Linked DNA regions of Bicyclus anynana: region 2 is linked to region 1. The links are chromatin contacts, called in public Hi-C maps. All regions are on one chromosome and are shown on one strand. Each heading gives the region's core, a stretch centred on a gene start, on an enhancer-like site or on the middle of the called end of the contact. The rest is flanking DNA. Distances are from core to core; before and after follow the strand shown. Region 1 holds the start of LOC112048300 (LIM domain-containing protein jub). Region 2 holds the start of LOC112048288 (pre-mRNA-splicing factor syf1 homolog).

Region 1 (4,369 bases), core at 773-3,272:
TAAATGCGGACTTGAGATCTAATAAACTTAAGAAGTCGGACGCCCAAGACCAGGCAAAGTGGTAGTGGTGAGATTATGCCGGAAAGTGGATCCCTCTTAATGAGAACACGCTAAGAAGAAGAAGATCTTTTTCAGTGTGTTGAAAGAGATGGGACCGACCATTTCTAGGCTAGACATATTTATTTCTCTTCACTTAACTGCATACTAGGAAAGTGAAGAGAAATAAATACCCATAAAAATGTTTTATTCCTTAAATAATTAAAGCTTGAACATTGATAAAAGTAGTGTGAAACATGTTTGGTTATTATAAAGTTAAAAGGTTCATACCAAAGTATTCTCCTTCCTCGTCTTGTCTCTCCATTTCTTCCTCAAGCTGTCGTGTCAGTTCTTCAATTTTACGTTGGGCTTCACTTGGCCCTGGTGGTCGAGGTGGTGTGATACTATATGGAAGAAGGCTCTTCCCACGACCTCCAGAACCTCTAGACCCTCCTGAGAGTTGAGAAACTGAACTAGGAGTAGGACTGGGTGCAGGCGACTGCACAGGTGAACACATAGAAGTTAACCCAGAGGCCATATTGCGTGAACTTATTGATTCTGATGCTAGAGAGATGTTGTCTTTGTTTGCTGCAGCCACAGCAGCAGCGGGGGATCCTCCAGTCATACAAACATAGTCTGACCCATTTGTATCCTCAATTATTTGCATTCTATTAGGTATAGGTTTAGGGTTGGAAATGTAACTACCGTTAACAGCAGGCTTTGCTTTCCCCAAACCATTTCCTACTGTTGGTTTTGGGTGAAAGTATTTTGGAGCAATCACAGCACCTTGAACCTCTGTAGCAATATTCGCCTTAGGTCTTTGAGCACTCGGCGCGATCGATGCGTAAATAGCAGTTGACGGAATGGTCACAACTTTGTCATCAAAACTTACAGAGTTGTTACTTTTTAAAAGGGCACTGACATCAGTGTATTTTGGTGGCGCAGACTTCATAACAGTATAATCACTGCTGGAGTTATCTGTTGAGATGTAAGGTGGCGGTGGGGGCTTTTCTACTTTGCTCTTGTCATTCAACAGTTTCTGTGAGCTGTTCCTATTTATAGTGGTGTTGGGAACCTGGGGCCCAGGAACAGAGCTCTGTTGCATATATTGCTGGTCTGGATTGGCTTGCACTTTATACTCAATCTTTTTATCATTTTCAGGACAAAGCATATTCTCATAGAGCAAGGGATTTAACTTGGTTTTGTTGTTGACAGGAACTTGCGGTTGCGCCTTGCTGTACCGGGTGTTGTAGTAGCCGTCGGCGACGAGCGGCGAGCTCTGGTACAGCTGGTGGTAGTAGGGCGGCTGCGGGAGCTGCTGCTCGCCGTAATACTCGATGTTCTCGTAAACTGGCGGCGGATACTGACTGTTCGTATTACCTGGTATTTCGTACAAATCCTCCGTTTGATAACTGAGCGACCTCTGCGAAATGGAGTCTATAGATCGCGTGGGGCTGGCCGGAAGCGCTGCAGTATTAATATCGCGTTTATTGATTGACGCTATGGTCTCCACTCGCTTGGGAGTCGCAAACTTTGAGGACGCTATAACATTGGAGCGCTCGTAAAAACTGTAATCTTGCCGATTGACGGGAGCATTCTCTAAAGTGAAGCTCTCTATTGCGCCGACGGGTCTGGGCTTCGTTTGAACGTTAATGTTGGAAGTCGAAGCCGAGTGCGCTTGCTCAGTATCATTATCTTCTTTGTTGGATATTTTCAAATCTTGCAAACTCAAAACGCACCGTTGCTCCTCGGAATTATTCCTTCTTGAGGAATCCATAATTAAACAATATTGAAAAAAATTAACGACACAAATGAAAATTACACTAAAATCGTACTTTTATGATTCATAATCATTTTGTTCTCGTAATCTTCAACAAAACATTGTAAAAATACTATAAAAAACAAAATTAGTGATGTGCATTGTGTTGGTGATGTGAATGAATGTGATAAGTGAGCTGTGATAAATTGTGTTAGTCACCCTCGTTCAAGGAACATATTTACTCAGGAGCCCTCGTCTCGTAAAAGAGTCTTTGGATTGGATATTTTACTGTTTAATTTGGGTTAAGTTTGCGAAATGCGAAATCCAGATTCCAAACAAACGAATGTTTTCGATGACGAAGTAGTATGTACTATTCAAAAATTAAAGCAAGAGCTCATAATATTTAAAATAGGCCAATTTACAAAGAAATTGTTAATATTATAATGATTAGTCTGAGACGGATATGACGACCTCCGTGGTGCAGTGGTATGTGCGGTGGATTTACATGACAGAGGTCCTGAGTTCGATCCCCGGCTAGGCCGATTGAGATTTTCTTTATTAGTCCAGGTCTGGCTGGTGGGAGGCTTTGGTCGTGGCTAGTTACCACCCTACCGACAAAGACGTATTGCCAAGCGATTTAGCGTTCCGGTACGATGTCGTGTAAGCTGAAAGGGGTGTGGATTTTCATTCTCCTCCTAATAAGTTTACCTGCTTCCATCTTAGATTGCATCATCACTTACCATCAGGTGAGATTGTAGTCAAGAGCTAACTTGTAAAGAATAAAAAAAATTACGTCACTCGATCTCTTGTTGGCTCGTGCTGACGCTAGGTAGAGCGACTTGTTTCCGTAAATAGTCGGGAAGTTAGAGAGGGGTAGTGATCGGTTGGATGGAACGACTTGCGATATAAGCCGCTCGTCGTACGGTCGGCTTCAGTATGCTCGTTCTAGCCGTGACGTCAAGTCAGTCAAGAGTGACTTGAGTGGAAAAGGGGAGTGTGTTGGATGAAGAGTCGGATACAGAAGGCAGTGATTCTTGAGACGGCGCGTATTGTGAGGAGTTTCCTCACTCTGGAGCCCTGACCACTGACCCTGACCACTCAAATGTCCCGAAGCGCGAGGTTTAAATTTTTTTATTAGTTTTAATAGTGTTTAGTATATTTTGTATGTATATAACATTGTTAAAAAATAAATAAAATGAGAAATAAATAAATGAGAGTCTTTAACAGAGTATTATTTTAGCATCAACCAATCTATTATTATTTATCGATTTATTCAAACATTGCACATCACTACTGTACTTTGACAAACACAGACAGATATCTATCTTTGTGCACTCTATGGTTCCCAAACACGATGTAGAAAACAAATACCTACAGCGTAGACAGAGAATGAAGGTAAAATACGCGCCATTTAAACTAAACTTCGAGTAATCAAGCATTAGCATATAGTTGCCCAGAATATAAAAACATAGCCTATATAGTGGAGTTGTAATAGCTGCGCAGTCCGACGTGTTTCATGTATTAACGGTCTAGAAACTTAACGCATTTATACTATATTTCTCTGTCTACGACCTAAATATGTAGTCCTGCAGTATATACTCTGAAACTCTGTGTCTGTAGGATTATGGTAGGATTTTGTTTTGTATTTTTATTTGTCGTAAATGTAATTTGTTACTTAATCTGTGGTGTCATCTTCCAGCCGAGGTGACGCTCTTCTTTATTAATTTCAGTTTTCATATTTAAATCGTAGTAAAATAGAGCTTTCCATTCCGTAGTACCGCCCAATTCTATATTGTGATAGTTAATTAATTTCACGAGTGAACGTGATGACATTCATTACACTGCTGAATTACTTTGACTAAACCTTCCAATAAAAACTCATTTGTGCAATATGTACGAAACCGAAGACGACCAGTATGAGGAGGAAGAGGTCGAAGAAATATCATCAGAACTCTGGCAGGAAGCTTGCTGGATTGTTATCAACGCATACTTTGACGAGAAAGGTTTAGTAAGGCAACAACTTGACAGCTTCGATGAGTTCATACAGATGTCCGTGCAACGCATTGTGGAAGACTCTCCACCTATCGAGCTACAAGCTGAAGCTCAGCATTCATCTGGTGAAATCGAATCGCCACCTAAATATAACTTGAAATTTGATCAAATCTACCTATCTAAACCAACTCATTGGGAAAAAGACGGTGCCCCATCTCCTATGATGCCTAACGAAGCGCGTCTACGCAATTTGACGTATTCAGCTCCGCTTTATGTCGACATAACAAAAACTATTGTGAAAGAGAATGAAGATCCCATTGAAACCCAACATCAAAAAACATTCATTGGAAAAATTCCCATAATGTTGAGATCCACCTATTGTCTGCTCAGCAATTTGACAGATCGTGATTTAACGGAATTAAACGAATGTCCATTAGATCCTGGCGGTTATTTCATTATAAACGGATCTGAGAAGGTTTTGATCGCTCAAGAGAAGATGGCCACCAATACAGTGTATGTATTCAGTATGCAAGGTGGCAAATATGCTTACAAAACTGAAATCCGATCATGTCTTGAACACAG
Region 2 (4,369 bases), core at 801-3,300, 180 kb after region 1:
CTGATCAGTATAACGTCTAAGTCCACCTCTAATTATAGCATCAACATTTAGTGAATGAATTTTGTCTGGATTTTTAGATATTAATTCACAAAGTTCATTCCAAAGTTGGTGATTTGATTTTCCATGCTTTGACTGAAAGTTCTCATTGTTAACAAGTTGTGCCAGTTTCACTGCTGCTTCATCTAATTTTTCTATTACTATTAAATAATCAATATATTCTTCTGTGTCTTCTGGAGATAGCTTGAGATATCGTCTGAATACTCTCACAGCTGTTTCTGGGATGTTATGTTTCTTTAGAAAACTGAGATAAAGTGGCCAAATTCTATGATGTTGTGTAATAGGCAAAGCCCTTAAAGCACTATCAAATGCATTCCTAGTAACAGTTATTTTACATTGGTCTGTTAGAAAGGTACAGTAATCCATCCATATTCTAGGCATTTTATGCATAAAAACAAGTGACCTTTCAAAACAATTGTTAACATCTTCATAAGCAGGGTCTATAATGCAACGACCTCTAATCTGTGATCTTCTTAATTTAAGATAATTGTACCAAAGCTTAAAAGAACCTGGTAATTCTTTGAGAGCTCTCTCATAGATCATATTAATTTCATTTTTGGGTGCAGATTTTTTATGTTCTATGTATCTAAGCCAATGTTTGACTGAAAATGGATTTCTTAATATCTCTTCTTCATATGGTAAGTCTTCTTCAGTCTGTAAGATATAATAAAATAGATATAAACCTTAAAGAAGCAATTAGTATTGTAAATCTTAGTACTCATAAATCTTAATTAGGTTAGCGCCCCTATGGTTTGTCATAAATGCCCTGGAGAATGGATTGTGCTTTGGTGTGGGATGCCACATGTTCTGATATCTTATATGCAGTTGACCAGCAAATGTGTGAGCACAGACACTGATACTAAAATACAGTTGTCTATACTATTTGGCATCAAGACTCTAGGTCTGTGGGGTAGGACCGCCCAGACTCTCCACAAGGAGATTACCAAGTGCCTCAGGGAGACAACAGGTGACCTTCGGGCAGGCAGTTTTCTCGCTCAACAAATTCGGGAATGCTGCCTGTGTGATGGGCACTCTACCAAAGACAGCAAATTTTGATAATTAAGTATTAGTTATAATTTATTTGAATTTTATAGATTTAGGTAATTCATTTTAATATATGCCTATCTAATAGTTCAGTTGTAGCTGTTGTTTTTTAATATAAAATCAAGTTATGTGAACAGAACAAAGTTTGCCAGATCAGTACAGTTTACAATACTGTACTAACATACAGTATTGTATGTCTCCTGATCCATCTATTTTCTAGCCAGCTTGTGAAGCTAACACACATTGGCGTATTTAGGATTATTAAGGTATGCCTGGCCCCCAACATAAAGTCTCTTATTAGTATTTTAATAGAATTCCATATTGGTAGCACAGAATCCTAGGGTAGACACAGGTCCACTTTAGGGTAGGGTATATAGCTATATACGCCTATGCTAACACAATGTGTTTCATGGATTCTGTGGTCAGGCCCTGAGGTTTTCTGTAATGCCCATTCCGCACAGCATAATCATGAGTCATAGGGGCTAAAGTAGGCTGCTATAGCGTAACTTAGCTCTTTAACTATTAATACCTAATAAATGGACTGAGTGAGACATAATAATAGTTAATTTTCATTGTTTATTCACTGGTATTATAGCCCGTGTACGTATTCGACAATATGAAACTACGAAGTGATTGAAAAATAAGCTGTTTATAGATATATCTTGAGTTTATTGTAGAATAGTATCGTTTATTTATTGTAAAACAGTCAACCACCATCAAAATGCTCAGAAGTGAAAATTACTTACAAAAAATATATCGATTTCTTTTCCATCAAGAGTAGGCATATTGTTATTTGCAATAACAATTAATTACTATTGATATGAAATAATGAAATTGTTATTTGTTAGAGGAACAATAAACATTAAAATAAAATTAGTTTTTAATTTTAATAATTTTTCAGAATTTCAGATCATCTGATGACAGATGATAATGACCACAGTGCACAAACGTCAAGTCCATAGAGTACATTGAATATAGGGTATAGAGTCCTCAGTTGCCATCTTCGCTTAGCGCCATCATGTGAGCAGATAGAGAACTACACCAATTATAATATATACCCATAAGTATAAAATGAGCGTCGAATTACGTATATATACCTATATCCATAGAGACATAAACATAATGTTTACATAATAGTATTAACTGTTCTTTAATTCTATTATTTTATTTAGGAATTCGGATACAAATAATAAAAACACAAATGGGATACATATAATTATTTATTGTTTCTCCTTTTGTGTACATAAACAACTCCGTCTCTTTGAATAGAGTCATCTTCGTCAAAACCTCTAGTGGTACCCCTTAACAATATATTTGTTGACTTACACCAATTAAATGTAAAAAATCTGCACGAAAAAATAAAAAAAGAACTCTACTAAATCCCAAGACAAGACATATATAACAGAGTTCTCGGAATCCAAAGTAAAGCACAGGTTAAAACGGTTTATAACAGTCACCAAAATCCATAAAAAAAGCCAGGTCGTCGGGAAAGATCAACGCAAAAAAACACCATGAAGAAAGCAGCAGAAATAAAACCGTTTCGTATAAAAAATTAAACAAAATGTCAGCCGCACAAGGTTATAATTTTTTTTTAATACCTGGCTTAAGATTACCTCAGAGTCCTGCTGGTCAAAGTGCCTTAAAGCGCCATCTATTGAGCAAATAGGGAATTAAGGAGGCATATGCAATTTGTACTGAGGTCGTAATGTACAGACTGATTACACCCTGGTCAAGTCAAATGAAGATCACAAACGGCATAAAAGAATGAAGATAGTGACCAAGGAACATATTTAATAGTGACCTACCAAGACAGAACAGACCGCCATAGATTAATGATAACATAATATCCTATAATCTACGGCACAGAGGGCTGTGGACACTTAGACCGTTTAAATAACAGGACCTGCCTCGCTAACCGTTACCCCTCTGGCAAAGATCAAAAATCTATGATCTAACGCGTTTATAAAAACTGTTGCTATAGAATCGATGTTTGATTGTTTTAGTCGTGTAAAGAGTTCCCTAAAAATGCCGGTTTGTGAAGTTAAAGGGCATAAAAAACGGCCTAAAACTTGTAGTTTAGTAAAATATGGAGTAACGTTTCTTTTGAAAGTATTTTAACCTTAATTTTATCAAATTTGTAATAAAAACAATTTATAAAAAGAATCGATTCTTTTGACGAAACAGCCAAACATCGATCAGTAATCGAATATTCTATGTATCTGTGGATAGTCAATGTGTTTGATAATAAAAATTATGCGTGTGTGTATTGCGAGACAAATTTATAGTTGTGTGTAGTGTATGGACATGGAATATTTTTAATAGTGTTAAATATTTTCGATGTGTGACTTTACCTCGTCCCCCTCAAAAAACGACAGACAATTTTGTTCGTGAATTTGAGTGTGATGCATCTCCATTTTCTAATTCCTCTACGTGTAGACATAAATCTATTATAAAGCCAGAGAGGAATTAGGTATGGAAATGCTACGCACTCAAATTTTGCTATAAAATTTCTTGTCTGTATTTCTTGTAATAGAGAACGTTACTAGGTACGCAAAATCATTTGAAATTTTGTTACATTAAAGCTTTTATATATACAGATACACTAATTTTTGTTTTATTTAAAAATACTAAAATAGTTGTTATTTTACATGCATTCAAAGTTTGCAAAAATATCGACTTCCGCTGACGGTCGCGATATTATACGTGACGTCATCACACAACATTTGCTCACCTGTTATAGGCAATTTCGTACTTCTGCCTTACCTACTGACGAACTAATGGTTAATTTTTTTTTTGTCTTCAAAAGCCCATTTATCGAGAAAGGCTTTAAGCTACATAACATCACGTTACGACCAATAGGAGCAAAGCACCGATCAAAAATGTGGCCAAAACGGGGAAAATAATGTTTGGTCGTCGGCTAGTCTTCTTCATACAAATGCGAAAGGGCTTGAGGTACAAAAATGTTTTTTTTTTAATAATGGCTTTTGCGATAACGCAACTTTATCTTTTAGTAAACTACAAGTTGTTGGCAGTTTTTATGCCATTCAACTATATAAACTGGCATTTGTACGCAGATCTTTTCACATCAAAAATTATGTACATTACATGAATGTAAAACAAAATTTCATAGAGAGGTAACATCTAGCGAGTCAGGTCCTTTGTAATTGATCTGAGTGCACTGTATAATATACCAGTGTACACTAGTAGTACGAGAGCCCACGACCAAAATTTTTGTCTCATAGCAATACGGCCAAAACCGCATCAAACC

What was found. Hi-C and Micro-C count contacts between places; a contact is called where the count stands out from the background.
Region 2: a Hi-C map of whole larva shows a contact between it and region 1, with 9 times the contacts expected there. The contact joins the promoter of LOC112048288 here to the promoter of LOC112048300 in region 1. A contact is called at or near these places in 2 of 2 Hi-C or Micro-C datasets (whole body and whole larva).

Annotation. Positions count from the first base shown.
Region 1 is chr3:5,025,624-5,029,992 of ilBicAnyn1.1, forward strand. It overlaps LOC112048300 (LIM domain-containing protein jub), which reads right to left and starts at 2,023. Exons shown (of 6, transcript XM_024085786.2): 1 at 328-2,023. The coding sequence starts at 1,813. LOC112048309 (DNA-directed RNA polymerase II subunit RPB2) reads left to right here and starts at 3,465. Exons shown (of 1, transcript XM_024085796.2): 1 at 3,465-4,369. The coding sequence starts at 3,687.
Region 2 is chr3:5,202,325-5,206,693 of ilBicAnyn1.1, forward strand. It overlaps LOC112048288 (pre-mRNA-splicing factor syf1 homolog), which reads right to left and starts at 2,051. Exons shown (of 2, transcript XM_024085769.2): 1 at 1,848-2,051; 2 at 1-711. The coding sequence starts at 1,886.